Linked DNA regions of Arachis hypogaea: region 2 is linked to region 1. A link is a contact called in public Hi-C data. All regions are on one chromosome and are shown on one strand. The core of a region is the stretch at or near the end of the contact, and the rest is flanking DNA. Distances in the headings are between cores, read along the strand shown. Region 1 holds the start of LOC112783907 (REF/SRPP-like protein At1g67360). Region 2 overlaps LOC112783908 (meiosis-specific protein ASY1-like).

Region 1 (6,424 bases), core at 1,751-4,250:
ACTCTTCGATCTTTGCTCACTCCTAAATTTCTCTTTCTCATTTTTCATGAGTTCAGTTTGACGAACCTTTTCAGCCAAATGGGCTAAATCAGGGATATGCATATTGAGCAGCTTTCTGCGCATATAAAACCGTAACCCCATAGTTGCTATTTTCACTATCTCACTTTTGGGTAATGACACATAGCACCTACTTCTAGCATTCTTGAAACGTATTAGATAATCATCAATGGTTTCACCATCTTCATGTTTCAGAGCCACTACATCTGTAACTGCCACATTCATTTCCCCTCGATAAAACTGAGCGTGAAAAGCAGTTTCCAACTGATTCCATGTTGTTATCGAATTTGGTCTGAGATTTGAAAACCAAGTAAATGCATTCTTCATTAACGAAGAAGGAAAAAAATTCATTTTCAAATTTTCATCATTAGCTAAATTCCCAATCTCAACCAAATATCGTGCAACATGCTCAGTGGTTGATTATCCAACTTTCCCAGCAAATTTTGTGACTATCTTTGAATTTTTCACCCCTCTTGGCACTTCTGCCATTTGAACAACTTGGGAAAAAGCCAACACAAAGTGTGGTCGGTTCATGAAACCAACATTCAGACCAACTCGATTCAGAACATCTTCTATAATTCTGGTGACTTGATAACGTTCACCGCCATGATTAGCACGTAATCTGGCCAGATATTCATCAGCATTTTGACCATGGGGAACTATATGAGGATTTTATCTATTAAAAGCATTATTTTCATTTTGAAATATATTTTCCAACCTTTCATTATTTCCCCTGGGATTATGCCCTTCTTCTTCCTCATAATCTTTGATTCGAGCAATACGTTCGACTTGCCTAGCAAGACGTTCGAATTTCAATTCGTGATCAGCCATCATTGGATTGAGAATTGTGGTCATTTGTTGAGTCAATAAATTGACTAAATCATGTTGACTTTCCTCTACTTGTTGTCGATATACTGCCATTGAATTAGTAGCATTCGAAGTAGAGCCCACATTATAATCACGAGAATACTCGGAATACTGTTGTGGATTTTGAATATTATTCACTCTACTTGTACTCCCAAAATGAATAGGTGGAACAAAACCACCCACTAGTGGGGTATAACCAGGGGGAAGACCATATAGAGGCCAACCAGCGGTTAGTGGAGGCTGGAATGGTGGTAAAGTGCTACGTGGACGAGTATTACGTCCAATGTTTTCAGTCTGAACAGTCCTAACTGCTATACTTTCAATTCCGATTGCACCTTCTGAACGTGAAGTCACGTCCGCTTGTTGCGCAGACACTGGTATGCTATCATTGGTGGATGAACCACCATTCACATTTGACATTTCATCAGCCATGTGAATGATCTTTCCACTTCGTAATCGCATACACTGAATGACACCACAAAATACTTATTTGGCACATTTCAAAATTTTAAAACTGTCCCATCGGGTGTGCCAATTTATTTTGTCGATTTTTAGCAAATCGATGGTGGTTCGATTCTAATGGTCTGGGAGCGAAACCTACTCCTCTTTGTAGGTACCAGTTTTCTAAAAGTGTATCAAAGTGTCTTCGATTAGATGGGCATTGGGAATAAAGATGAATTAAAAATTTATAAGTCAAGGAAAGAAATAAAAAGGTAAAGTTTTTGAAAAGGAAATATGTTGAAAACGGAAAGGTTTGTGTTGAAGTTGAAAGAAAGCAGTAAAATGCCTTCGATTAGATCAAAGAACTTTGACATGAAAATCTAAAATGTAGGAATGTAAATTGAACAATGAAGATAAAGAATACTTGCAAGATAAATTTACTTGAAGAAATAAAGTTTACAGAAAGATAAATTGAAAGAATGAAAATATGGAAGGAACCCTATAGAAAAGTTACTCGATCACAGACTCAGGAATTTCCTAGGATGTGAGTGTGTTTAAGTGTTTTTCTGAGTTAAAGTTCCAATCCTTATTCCCTAAGACTTCCTGGTATTTATAATCTACTTTTGGTAACGGACAATTAATTACAATTAATTACAAAATCACAACTTTAAATGTGTTCTCCTTGATAACGGTTCCGCCTAAACGTTTCTCATGATTTCCCGCGTGATAGAAGCCTCTAACTTATCCACTACCATAATTACTCGAATCACTTATTAGAATAACTTATTTCGATTACCTGACTCGAGTACCTTGTTCGATTTGACTTGTTCGATTTATCGAAAGGCCTTGAAATCGAATCCGTGTCGAGAACCTCCATCTAATGCTTGCGTGTGTCTTTTCGAAAACTGTTTAGGTTTTCGACCGCTTTACCACTTCAAACCGTTTACCTTCATCGAAATATTTTTTTGATCAACAATATTTAAAGTCATTTATATTTAAAATACACTAAAAATAATTCTCTAAATACATCCTAATCATTATCACTCCATTTAAACAAATATATTTTTTTTTTTTGTCTCGAGTTTAAACTAATATTTTTTTGACATAAAACCAATGTTCGAATGCGTTTATAGCCTGCGTCCTTGGGATATTTTGGGCCACAAAAACGAAAGCATTGGACTATTTATCCAATTATTCATATTCAGAGAGACAGAGGGAATAAATTAGAGCATTTATTAATTATAAAAAAATTAGAACATTTATTTGAGAGAGTATTTATTTTTTAAATTATTTTAAAAATATTTTTTTAATTAAATTTATTTTTTGAAAAATTTAAATTATTTATATTAATTCTTTTATCATTTTTATTTTCAAAATTTATTAATATAGTATGTTAAATAATGTAACACTAACTATAATAATACTTGATAATTATAATTAGTTATTAAGATAATAAATTTATATAATTTAATTAATTTAATCTTATTTCATATAAATAAATTTTGACAGCATAAATAAAAAAAATTGATTAAAAATTTAATTTAACTAATTTAAAATTTTTAAAAAATAAATTTAATTAAAAAATTTTTGAAAATCAATTTAAATGACAAGTGATATTTGCTCTCAAAATTTTAAGTTTACAAAAGAATACTGTCCCAGTCGCTCCACTCCGAAGAAGATTCTCAAATTTCTACTCTTCTGTGAGAGGTTGCCACGTGTCTTCTCAAAACCCCTAGTTTGGCCTAGAAAGATCCCTAGGAGTCGGTCTGAGCGTAGACCCCACCACTGCCTAGACGAACACAAATACGTGTGTTTTAATCTAAGATTTATTAATTAATCGTTGTTTTATGTTGAATCGTGACACCTTAATCCTCATCAAACAAGACAACTTTGAAGGTTATCTCCAATTTCGTTCCCTGGTTTCAGTTCATTCTGTGGGTCTTTAACTCCGTCTTCTTCCTATAAAACGTAATTGAACTCCCTTCAGTCTCCACTGTTTTCTCCTCTGAAACATCTCCAAACACGTATAAAAGTATAAAACCAATGGCCACCACCGAGGTTAGCATATAACACTTCCCTTCTCTGATATTATTTTTCCTTTTTCATGGATAATTGGTGAATTGCTTTTCTCTGCAGAAAGAGGTGAAATTTGAGAACAAGAACAAAGAGCTGAAGCATCTTGGGTTTGTGAGGGTTGCTGCAATTCAAACCTTTGTGGTTGTCACAAATCTGTATGAATACGCAAAGCAAAACTCGGGCCCTTTGAGATCTGCCGTTGGGACGGTTGAGGGCACTGTAACTTCCGTTCTGGGCCCTGTCTACAACAAACTCAAGGATGTCCCAGATGATGTCCTCGTTTTTGTTGACAACAAGGTATTCATTAAATTCGATCTGATTCAGACCGGCATGACAAAAGAATAATTATTCAAACCTGGTTTGGGATCAGTGCTGCTAAATTTTATGTGTGTTTTTACAAAGTAAAATTTCTAGGCTATATATATGCAGAACAAAATCTATATTGTTTTGATGGTGATGATCTGCTAAAATTTTTAAAAGTGGTTCCCTTGATTCACCTTCAAAAAATTTAACTAACAACAACAACAAAGCCTTACCCACTTGGTAGGGTCGACAAATTGAGTCCTATCATACATATATCATGTCTAACTGGCGGGGTAAAAATGGGGGCAGAATTTTCTTGAATGGCCTTGATGCATAATTTACTCATGAGAAAGTTCATGGGATCAGTATTTTTATTAAAATTTGGTCAGTGTTTACCTAGCAAAAAAAATTAGTAATCTCACACCATTAAATGTAATCTCCTACCACTAAAATTATGGCTACAAATCATAAAATCGGTTGGTCTTCTAACTCCTCTTTCCTCATTTATTAATTACTTTCCTCCATAGAGCTTCATCAGTTGAGTCCCAACCAAGCACACTCCAGATGCCTCTTTCTTCTTCTGCTAGGTTCAGTCCCAATATATTTTCTTTTTAAGAAGGCTTTCCTATGTTCTCTTGTACCCGTTGTGCTTAGAATTCTATCATAAAAATGTTACAATTTACTTTGGATGGAAACTAATATTAGCATGTTCCAGGTAGATGATGCTACTCACAAGTTCGGTGAGCATGCTCCTTCTTTTGCTAAGCAGGGTGCTTCCAAAGCAAGGAGTTTGATTCAGAGTCTTGCACATGAAGCCGGACGATTTGCAAGTGAGGTTCAATGTGGAGGGCCAAGAGCAGCTATACATTATGTAACCAGAGAGTCAAAGGATTTGGTGCTAATTAACTCAGTGAAGTTATGGAAAGGACTAAACCACTTCCCACCATTTCATGCACTGGCAGATGTGGCTGTGCCCACTGCTGCTCATTGTTCGGATAAGTATAACCACATAGTTAAGCATTTGAGTGGTAAAGGGTATCCTCTCTCTGGTTATTTGCCTTTGATTCCCGTCGATGACATTGCCAAGGCGTTCAGGCAGGGCGGTGAGGCAAGCATGAACGGAGGAGATGAAGAAGCCTGTAAGAATGGGAAGAGATCATAATCCTCTAGTTCTTGGTTTTGAGTTTGAGTTCTGTTGCTTCCTTCAAAAAGAGAGGGGAAAGAGGAAGAAAAAGACCGGGGTTGGAATCTGATTCCAACTGAGCTTTGCTTTGAGTCTTGAACACTATTTGGGACGTGTGATTGTGTGGCTCCAACTATTTGATGGTGTTGGTAGTGAAGACCATGTAACTGTAGTTACTTACTTTTGAGTATGTAGAAAATAGTGATTGTGTAAATGGTGCAGTTAATGGTCCTAATGTTTGTTCTTCTCCCTTCTTTGTTGGACATATAACATTGCTGGTGAATTGTTCTTTTGTGCGTTTTGCTTTTGTAACAACGTTTTTCTTCTTTTCCTTTTTTCTAAACGATGATAGAGTTATAGGGTGTGTGTGGTTGAAGGAATTATAAATAATTTTTAGGAATTTTAAGATAGGAATATCATATGTTCATGTTTGGTTTAAAGTTTAAAAAGTTTTTCTAAACAAGTTTGATTTATGGGAATCAAAATATCATCATTTTAATTTTTGCTTTCTCGTTGGGTATTTTTAATTTTCATGGGAATAAAATATTTCTAGCAAAATAATACTTGAATCAAACACACCTATAATGGAATGTAGGGTAGAATATCATTGTAAATGTTGGAAAATCACAAGTCCCCTCGACTCTTATCATGGCTTTGAAATGGAAAGTTTGCACATGTTTATAACAGAAAACTAAAAAACTGTCATAATACTCATCTAACTAACTAAAATAAGTTGATAGTTGTCAGGGAGAGGGAATTTGCTGTGTGTTATATCTTTGCTGCAATTTATTTTTGATGTTGCATTTTATCATTTTATGGAGACATAGAGCGATACAATGCAGAGTAATAATTTTAAATCCACCTAAATGAAGAATTGTTCTAACTATGTGCTTGAAATTTTGGAAGCAACAAACAGAAACGAAAAACGAGAAGGCCGTAACTATTCAAGTTGTTCAATTTAAAAATATGTTCTGATGAAAAATCGAAATCAGGTTTCTTCTCCAATTAAAAAAATAAAAATTCATGACACATAATAATTCAGCAGAATTAGAATGTAACAGAGCAGAGGAGAGAGCACCGCTCCCTCAGCCATAACACCAATGCGACAAGCTCCGGCGACGAGCGTGACCAGTCCACCACCTAGAATCCCAGACTTGCAATGGCGGATAATGAGGCAAGAAAGACCAAAACCTAGCGTTGAAGAAAGCACAGAATTTATTAAATGGCTAATGCCACTATGTAGATGGGCAAAATTTGAACGGAAGTGAAGAAATGGGATTGGACAACACTAAATCCTAATATTTAATAAACTTTCTTTTTTTTTGTGTTAGGTTAGACAATGTTATTGAATTTCTTGGGTTGGGCTTGAAGACAAACTTTCTATATTGTCTAATTTTTTGTTGACTTGAGAGTTTTTTTGAAACAAAATTAGATTAATTTGTTAAAGATAATTTTTTTATCAATTTAAAATAATATAAATTTGATTTATCCCGTGTG
Region 2 (6,424 bases), core at 1,399-3,898, 44 kb before region 1:
AAGTATTCTTTTAGAGCTTGACTTTAAATATTTGTTAATCCAATACCAGAACTAAACTAAGAATATATATTATATTCAGACAATACCCAAGATCCTATGGAAGATGAGCAACAGCTGACCCGGGTCAAGGAGTGGATCAACTGTTGGCACCTTGGCACTATTGACCTTAATGACGTTTTATCAAATTTTCCAGACATCTCAATGGTACCTTATTTCTTAATCTTTTATATTTAGTTATTCTGTTAATTGCTATCCAGATGATGCTTTTTCTTGAGCCTTTCTTAGATTATGGCTTAACGGCAATTTTAGTTTCTTTTTCCCTCCTTGTGTTATGTCTGATTCAGATGGAATTTCAATTATATATTTTATTTCACTGCAGGTTCTAATTGAAGGTATGAAGGTTAACTATGTTCAATCCTTGCTGCAAATATCATCAATATGTTAAAGAAACAGAACACTCGGTTGCTCTTGTCTGATTTTATGTTCTTTAGAGATCATGGATAAGCTTGTTCAGAATGGGGTGCTATCAAAAACAGGAAATGACACCTACGCCATTAACAAAGACAAGGTTGATTTATCTCCTAACTGATCTAGCTACTTTATTTGTTTTTGTCAGTATCTTTTTGTTTTCCCTTCTCATTTTCTTTTTTAATTTTAAATCTGATGGAATTGTATTGTCAGAAATCAGAATATGAGTTCATTGTCAAAGAAGAAATTGATGGCCAGATTCCTCAGGGTGACAGAGCTTTGCAGGATGAAGATCACATGTACATGAGAGTGAGTGTTAATTCTTACTTTCCATGTGGTATGTATGATGATGTTTCTTTGGCCAAAGATCAGTCACTTACTACTAATCTCAACAAGGGCGAAAAGTGTCAACGGAATCAGTGAATATATTGTGACGTGTTAATATTAATTAAAAAAAATAGATATCTATTCTCAAAATTAATTTTTAAAATCAAATTTTGATTTTTTTTTAACTAAAATTAATCAAAAGAGACTTTTTATTTAAAAATTTGATGATTTTATATCATTTTTTTGTAAATGACAAAACATTATTTAAAAAAAATATCTAATGATCAAATTTGCATACACTTTTTAAAATTAAGTTATTTATCACTTATTATTTTTTTTCCCGTGTTTGAATTTTTCATATTATCACGGATCTCTTAGACTACCTTTTTCATAGGAGATTAGGAGTTATTTTGTATCTGCTTTGGGACTAATTTCTGCCGCAATATATTAACTTAGGTATGATTAATGTCTTCAGGCTCTCTATCATGCTCTTCCAATGACATACGTGTCAGCACCAAAGCTTCAAACATTTCTCAATGGTGAAATAAACCAGACAGGAGCACGGAAGATTATTGATAAAATGACCCGGGACGGTTTTCTTGAACCCAAAGGCAGCAAGAGATTAGGTGTCGAATTGAATATCACAGCATAGTCCTTCTCTTTTGCTTTTGTTGTTGCCTCCTTACATTTTTGTGTATGCGGCATCAGGAAAACGTGTGATACATTCTGAGTTGACTGAGAGGAAGTTCATTGAAGTCCAGAAAGTTCTAGGTGCTACCGACCCTATGGTACAATGGCTGCCTAGTATTCGATGTTTATATATAATCACCCGTTATTGTGTTTTCATCATTTTCTCGTTTTAAACTTTAACAGGATGTTAATAACGGTGAACCAAATAGCAAGTTCAAACCAGCTGGAATTCTAACCAATGGTAATAGATTAAGTCCATTACGAGCATTCTTTCATCCTATCTAATGTTTTGCTTTTCATAATTAGAAGTTACCTCCGTGATCATCAGGGAACAACTACGATGTGTCTACATGTGGTGTTCTGCACTCCATTGGATCAGATTTAACAAGAATGAAAGTGACATCCGATACAAATGGCAATGACTCAGTGAGGAGTGGACACAATATCTTAAAGGCCAAAGAGCCTGGAAGCACACCCACGAGCAGGGTTGAGGTATGTTCATATCTTTTTTAAAATTATCCAATAGAACTGGTTCCCTATTTTTGTTTCTTGTCACATAATATAACTGATGCTGTAATTTTTACAGCCAGTTGCTTCAAGAGAGAGTTTTGCGGCAGGCAAAGAGAACAGCAGAGCAAATGGAAACGACCAAGGTGATACAAATATCTGCAGTAAGCCCTCCCAGGAAAAGCGACCCAGGAAATCAAGCGCGGTATACTATGAGTCTATGACTTATCCTTTTTACTTACATTACACTATTTTTGTTTGATTTGGAGCATTTTTGTACCGAGTCTGAGGCTACTTTTCGACACTTTTCCTTCTTTTACATCCTTTGCAGGTCAAGGAGCCTATCTATCAAAACATGAAGCGTCTTAGATCTCAGGCCATTTGAACCTTTGAATTTGGGATCTGTGTGTCAAATTCTGATATATACACATAGCATACAAAGTAAACATTTGACAAAAGGCAGTAGTGACACTTAAGACGATGCACTAGGTAGAATCTGTTATTTGTATTTGGGCTAAGTATTACATTTGCCAACTTCTTTTAATTTGGTCAAGTTTATATTTCCTAGTTTATGCGTTACATTTAGTTGATGAAGTTCAATACATGGGCCTTAAGCGAGTCCTTGTGGACTGTGGAGTTCATATAACTTTTCATTATGCGGTGCCATCTTTCCCCACAGGCAACATACTTTAGCACATGCTATCATCGTGTCTTGTTTATTGTAGAACAAAACAGAAAATAACTAAATAAAAATTTAGATTGGGTGGAATCTTAGAAAGGTATGATTGCATAGAAGATCCGACAACAACGAAAGGATAGCATAGAATTGACTACCTCTAAGTTAAATATTATAAACTATAAACTACTGATTGTAGACCAAAATTGTAATTTTGTGTATGAATAATTTTAAAGGTATAGTATATTTGTGGCACTCAAAATTTGTTAAAAATTTTAAAAATATTTTTAAATTTTATTTTGTTTTAAAAATTTTTGATTGCATCAAATATATTCTTGACAGTTAATTTTTAAAAAATGTAGAATTAATTTAGTAATAATTTTACAAGAACAACTATCAACATAAGCAAATTAGAGATATTTTTCATGCATTATTATTGAATTAGTCCTAAATTTTAGGTGTCACGGTGTTTTACGTAAATAAAAAATTTTTAGAACAAAATTGAAATAAAATAAAAATTAATAATATTTTAAAAAAAATTTACAAATTTCAAGGACAAAAAATATATTTTATTCTAATTTTAAAATAGTCTAAAATATGATTAAAAAAAAAAGAGTAAAATTCCTTCTATAGGTGTTGGGCCAAAATAATAAAATTCAAAAAGAATACTTTAAAGAGTTGAATTTATCTTTTAAGTGGGAATTAAATTGGTGAAAGCAGATTAGTTGAATTTGTTGATTTAAAGTGTAGAAATTATCATCATCTTATTAGAAATGAACTAAACTAGATGTCTCTTCACAAATGTCACATATCACGAATACTCTTTTATTTAGACACCTCTTTGACACGAATACCTAAAGCACTGTCAGCTACCTTAATTTGTGGAAATCAACTTTTTTCTTATACCCATTTTTAGTTTAAAAAAAAAACTTAAAATAACGAGAACATCAAAAATACCTTTTGTTAATTATCTCGTTTAGTGACAAACTTTGGAATAAAAAGGATGGGCTACGGCATTGTAACCATTAGACAATATGCTCCTTCAAATAGTTTGAGACCATAAAAGGACTTCAACTCACTATTCTTAAGAGAGATATTTTTGAAATTTTGGAGATTATTTCTTTCTTTTTCTCTCCTAATTATTTTCATTGTTCTTCATTTTATCAATCAACTTCAAACAAAGATTTATACAATTAGCATTTAGGTGTTTTTCTAGAACACACAACAACAAGTTTTACTTAATTCTTGTCCACTTTAAAAGAGCTCATTCATCATTTGTGACAATAGTAAAAGCCTCAATACTTGTTCTCTATTACTATTTCTCATATTTAATTCTTATGTTGTTTATTTGTTACTAATAAAAGTATTTTTCTCACAAATTTACCTACATTTAATCTATTTCCATAATATTATTCCCGAATCAATTACAAAACCAACTCTATGGTGTTTATGAGTTAGTATATGAATTTTTTCTAATTTATTTTTTTTATAGTAAATTTTAAATTTTAAAAAATTATTTATTTTTACACATTTTAAATTAAATATTAATTTTTATTTTTTTTTTAATAAATTAGGTACCATCTTTCTAGACACTGTAACAATCACCAAATTAAATTACAATTTAAACATTCATCATAAGTTGATGTTTTGCATAGGATACTGGGGGAAGCCGTCAGGAACAGGCGCATTGCGCCGTTAATGGTAGGGGGAGATCATGTGGAACTATCGCACCTACAATTCGCAGATGACACAATTTTATTCTGCCCGCCAGAGACGGAAACAATTGTAAACTATAAGAGGTTGTTGCGATGTTTTGAGCTGATGTCTGGGCTGAGCATTAATTTTGATAAGTCGAATCTGATACCGGTGAACTGTGAGCAGGCTGGGTTGATCATGCGTGTAGCCTACTGGGGTGCCAAAAGAAGGAGTTGCCTGTTCGATACCTTGGGGTTTCCTTAGGAGCTAATCCGCGGTTGGTAAAGACTTGGAAACCAATCATAGATAAGGTGGAACAGAAGCTCAGTTTATGGAAAGCGAAGGTTTTGAATAAAGCAGGTAAGCTTGTCCTCATCAAATCGGTACTGAATAGCTTGCCAATTTATTACCTAAGTTTGTATAAGATGCCACGGGCGGTGGCGGATAAACTGATTGCTTTACAAAGGAACTTTATGTGGTGCAAGGAGGACGGAACCTATGGCATACCGTTGGTCAAGTGGGAATTGGTCCAGACTCCGAAAAAGGTTGGGGGCTTGGGGTGGGAGATGCAGTGCTTAGAAACACAGCACTATTGTTTAAGTGGTGGTGGAGATTTTCAAAGGAAGAATGTCCGCTGTGAAAAAAGATTGTCTGTTCTTGCAACAAGTTGTCCCCTAATGTAATGCTAGCAACTCAGTCTCTACTGGTCAAAGAGGGGCCTTAGAAGGACATATGACAGCTCAATATCAACGAGCAAAGGGTGCGAGATAAACTGGTGAGTGGTCTGGCGATGGAAGTCAGTAATGGTAGGAAAACCCGAATTTGGAAAGATAATTGGGTTCAGGGTGGTCCTCTGAAAGTGAATTTTCCACGACTCTTCTCTATTTCAAGCCAACAAGGATCTGTAATTGGGGAATGTGGGTTTTGGGATGGGTTAGATTGGATATGAAATTTTCAATGGAGGAGGGAGTTATTCCAATGGGAGCTCGAACTTGTCCATCAACTGCATGAGCGGCTAAGGCCAGTAAAGCTATCATCTGAGAGCGAGGATAGTGTGGTGTGGAAATTTGATAATACAGGTGTCTTTTCCATGAAATCCTTTCTGCAGGTAATGCAAATGGAGACGTTGTCGGATGAGATCACGAGCTATAGCTTCATAAGTGCACTATAGAGAGGCCTGGTACCCCCAAGAATTGAGCTTTTTGGTTGGTTTGTGCTAGTTGGTAGAATTAATACCAAGGAGAGGTTGACTAGATTAGGAGTTGATATTCATAGTGATAATATCTGCATCCTGTGCCACAAAGGGATAAAAACTGTTGAGCATTTATTTATTAGGTATGAGGTAACATGGCAAGTGTGGTGCTCTTGGTTGCGATTCTTTGGTAGAGAATGGGTTATTCCTGGGACCATGAAAGAACTGTTTGGAAGTTGGATTGGCATGCACAACAGAAGACAAGGACAGAAGTTGTGGATCACGGCGTTCTTTGCAGTAATCTGGAACATCTGGTTAGAACGTAATAATAACAGCGCAAGTATTGACTTTATTCACACAAGGATAGTGTTAAGCTACAAAGAGTGGACTGGCGGTGATTCTTTAGGTGGTTGGTAGCATAGCCGGAGGTGCCAGGAAATTGATCTCTGTCTGCATGTTTCATATTTTATGTTTTATGTTTTATGTTTTATGTTTATGTGTTTTGCTCCACTTTAATGTGTTGAGCTTTCTCTGTTTTAAAAAAAAAAACATTCATCATCATAAGTTGTAACATCACTCCTTGAATCTATCTTTTCTTAACCTTAGAAATTTTGCAACAATCATGTTTGGTATAGTGTAATTTGTTCGATTATGGCTATTTTAATTCTTTTCTCTTTTTTTTATGTTAATGACATATGATATCTTTCTATTGAATTGTTTAGTCTTTACAAAAATATTATATATACATCAAATTATGTATTTCTATATTTTACACAAATATATATTATTTAATTTATTTTTAATATATAATTACAATAAATTTGGGTTGAGACAACATTTTAAAAATATTGCCTATAATAAAAAAAAAG

Evidence for each region. A called contact is a pair of places that touch in the nucleus more often than the background predicts.
Region 2: a contact with region 1 is called in a Hi-C map of an unstated tissue, with 3 times the contacts expected there. The contact joins the enhancer-like site here to the promoter of LOC112783907 in region 1. A contact is called at or near these places in 2 of 8 Hi-C or Micro-C datasets (leaf and an unstated tissue).

The regions. Positions count from the first base shown.
Region 1 is chr20:13,586,494-13,592,917 of arahy.Tifrunner.gnm2.J5K5, reverse strand. It overlaps LOC112783907 (REF/SRPP-like protein At1g67360), which reads left to right and starts at 3,000. Exons shown (of 3, transcript XM_025826987.2): 1 at 3,000-3,423; 2 at 3,502-3,738; 3 at 4,460-5,239. The coding sequence starts at 3,409. The coding sequence ends at 4,906.
Region 2 is chr20:13,629,670-13,636,093 of arahy.Tifrunner.gnm2.J5K5, reverse strand. It overlaps LOC112783908 (meiosis-specific protein ASY1-like), which reads left to right. Exons shown (of 22, transcript XM_072230938.1): 13 at 80-204; 14 at 258-328; 15 at 448-568; 16 at 682-777; 17 at 1,271-1,421; 18 at 1,504-1,583; 19 at 1,669-1,726; 20 at 1,814-1,977; 21 at 2,072-2,197; 22 at 2,324-2,903. The coding sequence ends at 2,377. Among protein-coding and RNA genes, the nearest start is that of LOC112787948, 20 kb to the right of the region's middle. Within about 2 kb of position 2,648, at least 1 of the 3 cell types and tissues checked has open chromatin away from gene starts, as enhancers often do.